Linked DNA regions of Zea mays: region 1 is linked to region 2. The links are chromatin contacts, called in public Hi-C maps. All regions are on one chromosome and are shown on one strand. Each heading gives the region's core, a stretch centred on a gene start, on an enhancer-like site or on the middle of the called end of the contact. The rest is flanking DNA. Distances are from core to core; before and after follow the strand shown.

Evidence for each region. A called contact is a pair of places that touch in the nucleus more often than the background predicts.
Region 1: a Hi-C map of ear shows a contact between it and region 2, with 1.6 times the contacts expected there. The contact joins the promoter of LOC100280321 here to the promoter of LOC100502524 in region 2. A contact is called at or near these places in 2 of 25 Hi-C or Micro-C datasets (ear and tassel).

The regions. Positions count from the first base shown.
Region 1 is chr8:6,889,828-6,895,680 of Zm-B73-REFERENCE-NAM-5.0, forward strand. LOC100280321 (cysteine synthase 1) reads left to right here and starts at 4,284. Exons shown (of 10, transcript NM_001153247.1): 1 at 4,284-4,606; 2 at 4,828-4,937; 3 at 5,027-5,084; 4 at 5,319-5,582; 5 at 5,677-5,814. The coding sequence starts at 4,346.
Region 2 is chr8:6,705,684-6,711,389 of Zm-B73-REFERENCE-NAM-5.0, forward strand. It overlaps LOC100502524 (putative geranylgeranyl pyrophosphate synthase 3), which reads right to left and starts at 3,073. Exons shown (of 1, transcript NM_001197002.2): 1 at 1,805-3,073. The coding sequence starts at 3,021. The coding sequence ends at 1,930. It also overlaps the pseudogene LOC111590082.

The DNA.
Region 1 (5,853 bases), core at 3,034-5,533, 190 kb after region 2:
TACTATTTCTGAGCAACAGCCCATTCAATCAGCTAAGTATAGCAATGACTATAATAACTGATTATAGTTGTTTGTTATAATTATAACCCTTACATGTTGTAATCTTTAATAGATATCCTCTCAAACTTTGTAGCCTCCAGCCCTCCAACAATAGTATTTAGTGCAGTAGAATCCATACCGTGCATTTTTTTTTGCAATTTGCACTGCTTTTTTTCTATATTCATTATTCAACTCTAACTTATTTCTATTACTTATTTCCTTTCTCCCACTTTATTTCTGCTTGCTCAAGTAGACTTGATTTATTTAGCCTCACTGTTTATTAACTTGAGCTATGTGCGTTAGTAGTGTATACATGGTTACCTCGTGTTTTCTTTTGATTGAATAATGCAATTGCATTAGCCACAATTGTTCTATGTCCTGACCTCACTGCATTTTGGTGTGGTCTTGTTAGAACCTCCTTCAGTTCTAAAAACTGATGTTATGCACCAGTTTCTGATTGCGTAGTTGTTGAGCGATGATAGGACATACGATTTAATTTCGGACCACATTTGTCTACAAACATACTATTTCTGAGCAGCAACCCATTCAATCAGCTAAGTATAACAGTGAATATAATAACTAATTATAGTTGTTTGTTATAATTATAACCCTTACATGTTGTAATCTTTAATAGATATCCTCTCAAACTTTGTAGCCTCCAGCCCTCCAACAATAGTATTTAGTGCAGTAGAATCCATATCTTGCATTTTTTGCAATTTGCACTGCTTTCCCCCTCTATATGCAGTTCTTTATGTGAAACGTTCTTATCTATGTGATATTCGATGGGTTCTACGGATCTCCGAATTTCGATTATTGATTTTACCCATCGTATCTGTACACGTGCACATGTTCCTAACTTGATCTACATTATTAAAAATTATGCATCATTTGATTTGGCCACAACAATTTTCTCTACGCTCCACATTTTATTATGACTTATAATGGGATTATAATATATAACTAATGGATTGGCTAGCAAACATGTCATGTATTTTTACATAAAATCTATTTATCAATAACTTTTTTAAACTATTTGTTCTCTACTTGAAGGATATTTTGGGGACTGAAGCGACACATTAAAGAGTTATAGGTCCATTTAAAAACAAGTCAGTTTCTATGGTTTTCTCTTTACCTAAAGCTCAAAGAGAGACAACAGACTGCTTTATACGAAAAGGGGTACAGATGTACTGGATGGGGATGGAAGGTAAATAGTTTTAGCAGAAAAAGACTTTTATGTTGGCTGATTGCTACTGGTTTTATGAGTCTAAAAGATATTGTGCAGTGTCCAAATGCAGAGAATAATTAGGTATTCAAGGATGGATGGCTTACCTGAGATGACATTTATAGTTGCATCAAGTCGTTGTCAATTTCAGACTTCAAGGCTTAGACTTGGTTGTTCTTGAAGAACTCTCTTTATTCGAGAGAGATGGTCAACATAGATATTCTGAAAACAGTGAGGTTTCAGAGGAGGTTTTCGCACATAAATTTGTTGACCCGACAGATGTAGCAAAAAATGTAACAGAAATTTAACAGATACGAAAAGTTGCAATGGCATAGAGGACGATGCAATGGAACCAATGGAAGGCGAACTAATTGTATATGTTGAGATGAGCAACCCAGAACCAACAACTGAATGGACTTTTGATCTTTCTGACATCTTGGCAGATTCGATAATTGCATCTACTGTTCCAAGTTGCTCTTGCGTGGAGATTAATTTATAGGTGAAGTACATCTGTAGTTCTGTACCATGTTTGTGTTCACCTCATCATCATCTAGATAATGTTTGTAAAATATTTTGTTGTAGAACACACATGAGAGCATCTTATATTTGTAATACAACGGAGATTTTTTTTGTAAAAATATTGGATTTACCTATTCCCTACTGACACTGCAACTAGAAGCTGTTGTACTTACTCTCCCATGATCCTTTTATTTTGGTAGGATGAATAACTGATATAGGATCTCCATTTATTCTACCGTTACTGCCAACCGAAAAGGCCTGCATCAAAAGAACATGGCCCCATGTATGGTTTTGTTTCAGAAGCAAGCAAATGATTGATGAGCACATCGTGTTAACCTCAATGGTATGATCTCTCCTCCCTTCTGGGTTGTTGTCACCAGCCTGGCGTGCATTATGTTTGTCAACTTCGAGTTTTGATAATATATATTCATCCATCCCTTCATGGTAGAGCTTGCCTTGACACCAACTAAAACAGTGAAATGCCTGACTTAGACATTGTTCATGTTGTAGATTCCGTTTCAATATCCTTAATGCATTATATGTATATGAACTTTCATATTTGACATTGTCTATTTGTTCATCCCTTGATGGTAGTCCCATTATAGTACTCCAATACTCTTTTTTAAGAACAAGAAGGGCCAAAGCCCTATAATACTCTAATCTGACTATCTGTAGTTGCAATTAAATCATTTTAGCACACAACTAGATACACTGCAATATTTATTTTGGATGATAACCCAATTAGATATGACGTCTAAGACTATATATATTATCGCTTTGTAACTAGGTACAATACATGTATATATAGTTAACCTTTACATCTATCTGCTTCCTAAAGATAACTTATCATTACGATTTACAACACATTTTTTATGATGTACAACTTGAACAGGTACCAAAATTGTATATATACCATTAACAAAAAAAGAAACATCAATGTTGTGTTAGCATAATACCTTCGTACGCAGGGCGCGCATTAGACACTAGTCCGAATACAATGAACCGACGAGAAGCAGATCAGGAAAAAAACAGAAATCGCCAAAAAAAGAAAACTCAACATATGCGGACTTCAAAATGTAGCCCTAGTGAAGAAAGGGGAAGTGATGAAAGATCGAAACATAAGCAAATGAAGCAGACTTTTTTTTAACTGAAAAAGGTTTGAACAGCACTACAGCAGGCAAACTATCCTTTGCGAAAATATATGCAACGGAATGGGGCGCTGAAAGGACCATGGATTTAGTTGAAATCAGGACATCTCATGGACTCATGGTAAAAGAAAAAAATATGGATCAAGTTTATACAATGATTGCAAACAGCTAAATAATTTGAGTTCTGAAACGGCCATAAATTTGCTGACAGACAGTCGTCTCCTCTATTGTTTGTTTTTTTTTGTCACAGCACTAGGAGATACGAGCTGGAATGGGCTTACCTGCTTTTGCTCGGTAGTTATGACAACGAGGAATTCTGTGTCGGGAACTACTCTCCATTCTTATTTTCGTAGGGAGAAAATTTTTCCGTTCCCGCGAACGATCACGAGGAGATTTTTTCTTCCATCTTTGTCGAGGAATTTATTCCACGGGGAATCTCCATAGACAATCTGTCCCCGTTAGTAAATACAATATTTAGAGTCAAATTAAAACTGATTATATTAAATTTTATATTTAACAAACAAGATTTAAAAATACAAGAAACATCTTATTTAGAGTATAATTTGTTATTTTATAATAAGTTATGTATTTAATTTTTAGTATAATTTTAATATACAAATAGACTAATTTAGATGAAGAAAACTTCGTGGGACAGGTACGTGGAGAACGGGATGGGAAATGGTTCATCATTCCCCTCCACGTGAACCCGACGAGAACAAAATTTTCTCGTTTCAATTCTCGTGGGGACTAAATTATCCTATCTCCGTTTCCTAAAGCTTTGTTCGGTTAGGGATGGATTGATGAAGATTGGAGGGAGAACATATCTAGTGCACATAAAAGTTTAGTGCACATATTAAATCAACACCATTCATTTTAGATCTAACGTCTCTAGTTATTTGGTGTATTTTGCTAAGAACACCCTCCGACGTGGTGGGGTGTAGTGGTGGAAGGTGTTATTTATAAATTGCAATGATCAACTAGAAACGTTAGATCTAAAATGGATATTGATGATTTAATATGTGCACCATGTGCACTAAATTTTCATGTGCACCAGATATATCTTCGATTGGAGGATACTTAATCCTCTACCATACAAATTTATATAGGAGTTAATTTAATCATCTTCAATCCCCACAATCCACTTCAAACAGAACAAAATATAGAAATTTTCCGTTGGTGGAGATCGGTTCCATTGCCCTCTCTTGATGGGGATATTTGTGCTTTGGCCGGTGGCTACCTCAAAGGGCCATTTGACTTGACCCCAAAACGAAACAGTTGCAGCCCCTCTACTCATGAATTCTGTCCAGCCACCACCCACCCCCTGTGCAGTGGAGCCTACCACTACCAGCCTCAGCCTACTTCGTAGTAGTCCCCGAAGCCGCGAGTCGCGCATACCTTTACCGCACGCCGAGAAAGGATGGCGTCGTGGTCGTCGCCCTCAGCCGCCGCCAACGCCGCCTCGGGCGCCCGATTCGGCCCCTTCCCGAGCGGAGGGCAGCGGCTCGCGCCGTGTCCGTCGCTCGTCCGCGGAACTCCCGCCCCGACGCTCGTCCTCAGGCCCCACCCGGACGGCCGTGGCCATGGCCTCCTCGCGCACACCGCCTCCCCTCCCTCCTTGCGGTGCCGCGCCGTCGCCGCCGAGGTCGGGGGCCTCAACATCGCCAACGACGTCACCCAGGTCACAGACAATCTCCAGCGCCTGCCTGCCGCCGGTTCATGCTTTCATGTTTCAGTCCTTCGTTTGTCGTCACTCGGGTAGCTGCTTAGGTGTTGGGATTACTACATATGTTAGGACTTCAGAGCAGTCAGTGCAACTGCTTTGATCAATAGATGCCACACACGTAGCAATAAGAAGGGTACGTCAACGTTCTGTTCTGACGACTGACTGCCCAATCGCAGCTCATCGGCAACACACCAATGGTGTATCTCAACAACGTCGTCAAGGGCTCTGTCGCCAATGTCGCTGCTAAGCTCGAGATTATGGAGCCCTGCTGTAGCGTCAAGGACAGGTATCCTTCCTCTTCCCCTCCTTCCATTGGCAGGGAGATTGGCCTTTTTGGTTGTAGCTAAACACTTCCAAACCCATCTTTGGTTTCAGGATAGGGTACAGTATGATAAATGATGCTGAACAGAAGGGCTTGATTACTCCTGGAAAGGTGATTTGTAAGCATAGGCACATTTTGGCTTCACTCACATAGTTCCTTGCTTAGTGATACTGATACGAGTACGATTTTCGAAAAAATGTGGAATTGGTGTAGAGAGGTAGCCCACATGTGCCTTAGTGATGTTTCTGATCACTGTTGAAAATAAAATCATTTCAACAGCCTCTTGTTCTGCCTTTCCCTTGTACCCTGGATGACTTGTTTTGCTTGTCTCATGTTTCTGCTCAGAGTGTTTTGGTGGAAGCAACAAGTGGAAACACAGGCATTGGTCTTGCTTTCATTGCTGCTTCCAAAGGATATAAGCTGATACTAACAATGCCTTCATCAATGAGCATGGAGAGAAGAGTCCTCCTTAGAGCTTTTGGTGCCGAACTTGTCCTTACTGATGCTGCAAAAGGGATGAAAGGGGCCTTAGATAAGGCTACAGAGATTTTAAACAAGACACCAAATTCTTACATGCTTCAACAGTTCGATAACCCTGCCAACCCTCAGGTAACAACGAGAACCAGCCATGTGGCTCTACGTATATGTGCACTCCTTTTCTAACCTACCTGCCTGCTGTTTGTCTTCATTTGGTTTCAAACAGGTACATTATGAGACTACTGGTCCAGAGATCTGGGAGGATTCAAAGGGGAAGGTGGATATATTCATTGGTGGAATTGGAACAGGGGGGACAATATCTGGTGCCGGCCGTTTTCTCAAGGAGAAAAATCCTGGAATTAAGGTTTCTTTACGTTTCGCTCAACAAAATCTCCTCTGTTGT
Region 2 (5,706 bases), core at 1,823-4,322:
ATATACCTCGAGAAATACTAGGAATTCGTTCTCTAGTTATAGCATGAGGTATGCGCCTCCTTCAGAGAATAATGTACATCCAGAGACACATGTCGGGCCTCGTGGCTCATAGAAGGATATGATAAAATGGTTGGTCGCGTCCTTCTTGTATTACATCGATTTGTTGGTTTGTTGTACATGATTTTTATATGTAAAAAGATAATTAATGGATTCATGCAATAGTTAGTATAAGTGTTTTATATATGTGTCTAAATTTATTATCAACCATTTGAATATAGACATAAAACTAAGTGCTAAAACGACTACTATTTTGGGACGGAATGAGTATCTTTTTATGCGTGTTTAAAGCTTCAGTTTCGTGGGCCCGCACGTTACATTTGAAGCACATGGTTTTCTTCCTCTCTCCCACTTCTCACCTAACAATGATCCCTTATACCATAGATAGGCTATGAAAAACCATACATATCCAACACGATAGGAATCCACACGCAAGACAACGTTTCTATTGGTCACTTGTTTTTGACTTCTTATAAAAAACAAGACAACATGAATGATTAAATCTTGAGCTTCACCCTTAATTAACTACTATCTTTGAGCTTAATTAAAGGGAGAAGATTAGGGATACAAGAAAAGATGATAGTAAGAGTAAATCACAAACATGGGAGATGTAATGAATTACTCATCGTGATATTTTATTGCTTCACTTTGTTTCATACAATATAATGATTAGTTACAGATATAATTTCGGCTTTACGAGGAAGAGCGTGAAGACTCTTTGTGTTCGAAAAGTGTCCTTATGCATGACACTGTTCTCATATTTATAGTGGTGAGGTACAACTTCGTATGAAATTACAAAAATACTCGCACACCCTATACATATGAATTACAGGCCTCATGAGGACAACATCGTTCTTTTCTCCTTCTTGACCATCTGGTCAATCTTCTAGATCCTTCTCTTCTGCTTTAGCTTCGTAGATCACGTTCGGCATTCAGGAAGTCGAAGCTTTCTCCTTTGGATTTTGTTGGTGCATTGCCTCCATGGAGCCTAAGCTTCATGGCTTCGTTTTTCCTTCAGACACCAACCCTTACGAAGGTGAGTTTCACATCCTTTGAGAGCACCCGAAACATACTTAATTGACAATATTGTACTTTGAGGACCTTCGGCAATAAAGGCTCCCAACAACTCTCACATAGTACCACCTCGCTACCTGAAGGAGGATGAACGATCGAGCGAGCTATTAAAAAGGGTCAGACTCCTTTTCAACCTATACCTTTTATCGACCTTTTGGCTAAGATAAGGTGTAACATTTATTTTTATTAGTTTAATATCTAATATGTGGACCCGCTCACTGTGACATTAAATTATTTTTTATTAGTATTAAATATTATTGTGTGCCATCGTAGTGCATATGCATTATACTAGTATTAGCAAAGTGCATGCACGTTGCTATAGATTCCATTTATAAATATAAAATATAAAACACAAAGACATGTGTGCTCTGTTGGCTAGTTAGATGTGAATGTGTGTCTTAGAGTCAATAATCATAGTTTAAATCTTAATTTTTGTATAAGTTTAGTTTTTTGCCATTTAAATGTGGAGAAGCACGCGGAAACGTGGAATTGGAAAAACTGGTCTTTTTATATAATAGAGATTTATTTAACGATAGGAGTAAGGGAAGCTGAAGTAAGAACCGCACTTATAAAGGCTACTTGTCCGTGAAGGCGTGAACGGCCCATTAGGTAGGTTGCCACATGCCACTGGCAAACTGCAGTGTCACTCAACTCGGAAGCCCATAAATCCTTTTGGGCCGGGGCAAAGTAATCACTCGATGTTGAGGTCTGAGAAACTAATAGTCAACGCATCACTTTTATCAAGTGTTCCGGATGAGCCGGCCAGATCCACTTCCATAGTTCCACTTCCACCCCATCTCAATGCTGTCTGTGCGCCATGAACCGCGCGAGGTGCCGCAGCGGCGCCGTGCGCGCGGCGTCCAACCCGTCGAGCTCCGCCTCGGCCTTCGCCAGGAGCTCGCCCATGTATGCGCGCGCTCCCTTTAAGCCCATCAGCCGTGGGTACGTGGCCTTGCCGGCGGCAACGTCCTTGCCCGCCGTCTTCCCGAGCTGCTCCGACGTGCCCGTCACGTCCAGAACGTCGTCCACCACCTGGCCCAGGAGCCCTAAGAAGTGCGCGTACCGACGGACGCGCTCGACCTCGCCGTCGCCCCCGCCCCCGACGACGGCGCCCGACACGGCCGCGGCCTCCACGAGCCGCGCAGTCTTGTGCACATGGATGTACTCCAGCGCGCCCAGGCTCACGGAGCCGGAGGGGGCTCCCTCGCTCGCCATGTCGGCGACCTGCCCCGCGGCGATGCCGCCGACGCCAGCTACGCTCCCGAGCTCCACGACGGCGCGGAGCGCGCGGTCCGCGGGGACGCCGGCGCCCGCGCTGCCGCGGGCGACGTGCTCGAAAGCGAGCGCCAGCAGCGCGTCGCCGGCGAGCAGCGCCGTGGGCTCGCCGAACGCGACGTGGTTGGAGGGGCGGCCGCGGCGGAGCGCGTCGTCGTCCATGCACGGCATGTCGTCGTGGATGAGCGACGCGGTGTGGATCATCTCGACGGCGCACGCCACCGGGACGGCCGCGGCCGCGGTCCCGCCCACGAGCTCGCACGCGGCGATGGCCAGCACGGGGCGGAGGCGCTTGCCGCCCGCGAGAACGGAGTAGCGCATGGACTCGCTCAGGACCTCGGGGCACCGCAGACCCTGCAGGGTAAGGTCAAGCGCGTCGTGCACGGCCCTGGCCTTGGCCGACAGGTAGCTCTCGAAGTCGAAGCTGGTGCCACTGTCGACGGCGACGTCGACGATGGTGCCTCTGGCAGCACGGTCCGCGGCGCGGTGCCGGGTCATGGAAACGGATCGGTTCTCAAGCAACTGCAGCGAAGGGGATCTCTGAACATGGTAGGACTTGAAGATTTGGGTGTGTGGTGCTCCGTGCTGGAGGAAGCAGGATGCCAACTTGTTCATGGAGCCTTGCTGTGTTTTTTGCGCGGGTGTGGACTGTGGAGTGTGGAACTTTGGATACCGAGGAGAGAAGGTTTGGGTACTTATAAGTTACAGCCAGTTAAGTTACTAGCCAGTCGTGCTTTGCTACGTTTATTATATATCATATAAATAATATTATATATTTATTAAATATAATTATTATTTATTAATAAACACTAAGATTGTCTGGTGGTTTGTCATAAATTTTTGAAGCAAGTTATAGATTCGAGTGTTCGCTTTACACTATTTTTTGTGTAGTGTGGTAGCTGCGTGGGCTGGATCGGCGCAGTAGCTATCTACGCGTGCGGTGTTGGGTGTTGGGTAGGCGTAGTAGCTAGCGGTGCGAGGACTATTTTTTGTGCGGGCGAGATCGGGGTCGAGTGCTATGGAACGGATCCAGAGTATCAGTACGGACTAGACGTCCATATTAAGTTTTTAACAGAGCATATATCATTGGACAGGAGCAAGAACTTACTTTCCTTTGTAAAACGAACATACTCGACATGAAATGGCTCATTAGTCTGAATATTAATTCATAAAACATATTTATATATACATCTACCTTTATACATACCTAATATTGAAAAACAAACTTTTATCTTTCTGTCCATTTTCTGCCGACTAAATATAGATCACCTTTTTTCTATTCTTACTATATATATCACTTATATCTATATATAATATTAAAGAGCTAAAATTGTATCGTTTTTTAATCCACCACCTGCCAACCACTTGTAACGTCACACTTATTCTATTCTCACCATCTCTCACTCAATTTAGAGCTAAAAAAACCTTTATTGACATTGCATAACTCATGACTCCTAACGGTCGAACCTAAATCCATGCTTGTCCCAACATGGCACACACACATGCATGTGGCTCATCTTCCATCGCTTCTAACCACATAATGTATGTAGATAATGGTTTAAGTTGATTTAATCTCTGTTCAACTTTTCATAGGGATCAATTCTTCGTAGGAAATTATATTTAGAGCTGATTTGGTGACTAGGGATCACGGGGGGATTGGAGGGGATTGAGGGAGAAATTAGTTCATTTTCCCTCAATCCCCTCCGATCCCCCGTGATCCCCTTGTCACCAAATCAATCCTGGTGTTTTTGCCCTATTTTATATATTGCAATGATGATTTTCCCCTGCCTTTTAAACTTTATGCATGGTTTTACCCTCGCGATTTTGAAACCAAGTGTCCGTTTACCCCTGTTTTCTAACACCATAAAATATGATTGGATTAAATAGCAAAAAAAAAATGCAAAGAAAATAAAAGATACTCAAACGAAAAGGTAGGACTGCCGTCGTCTCTTATCCTTTCTTCGTGGCTTCTTTACGAATACCATGTTAACTGAACACAGGCTAAAACGCTGGTTCGTTCTAGAAATTCACGGCATCTTCTACGTAACTGTCTTCTGATTTTTCATATACAAAGCTACTCGCTGTTGTGTTTTCCATTGTCTCTAACTCTGAGTGTGCAAATTTCACATATACAACATACCAGCATCGATGTCTCACCAGGCGGCACACGTGATTCTTGCGTGAAACGTGAATTCTCTCTGGCCGGCACGTGCAAGCGCCCTCGATGCAGAGGTATGGACGGTTAACCCCTTTGATCCCGCGGTTCGGGCTTCCACTCGGGTCATGTTTTCTGTCTGAACGTTGGGGTCTTTGGACGCACACGTACCACTAGGAATGGACGGCCCCGACAGCTGCCCCGACGCATGTGGGCGTGAAACACGTGAATAATAAAATAGTTAGCTCTGAAAACTGTGCTAAAACAGATGACTATTTCCTTATCCTCACGAGTAAATTATAAGGCAAAGTGCTCCATTTAGTTTTGAGTATAGAGTATAAAACACAAATACACGTACGTTCTATTGGCTAGGTGAGTATGTGTTGTGTTGGTCGGTGAGTGTGAACGTGTGTTTAGAGGTAACAACTATTGTTTCGATCCTATTTAGTATAATTTTAGTGTTTTTCTATACTATACTTAAAACACCAGTTTCAACAGTCGTCTCGCGTCATCTTTTTACAAATAACCCCTAACAGCTATTTCAAATTAATCCGCCGCAAGTCTATAGATGACCAAACGACGACTCGGCACGGGCCAGATGCTCGCGGGCCACAACTCTGGCCCAGACACGTCATGTCGGCCTGCTGACTGTGCCGGGCCAGCCTGTTAGCCCGTCGACCCTGTTAGCCCGTCGGCATCGACCCATTTAATTAAATCAGCGTAAAATGTTAAAAAACAGTGCATGGAGTGGAGTTCAAACTCATGCCCTGATGGAAGAAAGGCGGGAGACACTGGGTGAAGCTGTCTAACCAGTAGAACATCAACATCATGCTCAGATGTTTTTAATATTGAATATTGTCGGCGTTTCGACCCCGGGGGTCCCTGGACCGACGAGTAAATTGTCGCTGCGTGTCCCTGCCCAGATGGGTTGGCGCGGGATGGAACACAAGAGGTGGGACAAGCCTTGTATTATCCTGCACCAGGGGTGCCGCTCGCAGTAGGGGTTACAAGCGCGTCGCGTGAGAGAGAGAGGGACACAGAGCTCGTCCGTCGCTTCTCTCGCGCGAACCCCCCTCAGGGTGGCCCTGGACCTCCCTTTTATAGAAGCAAAGAGAGAGTCCAGACGTACAACGGGGGGCGTAGCT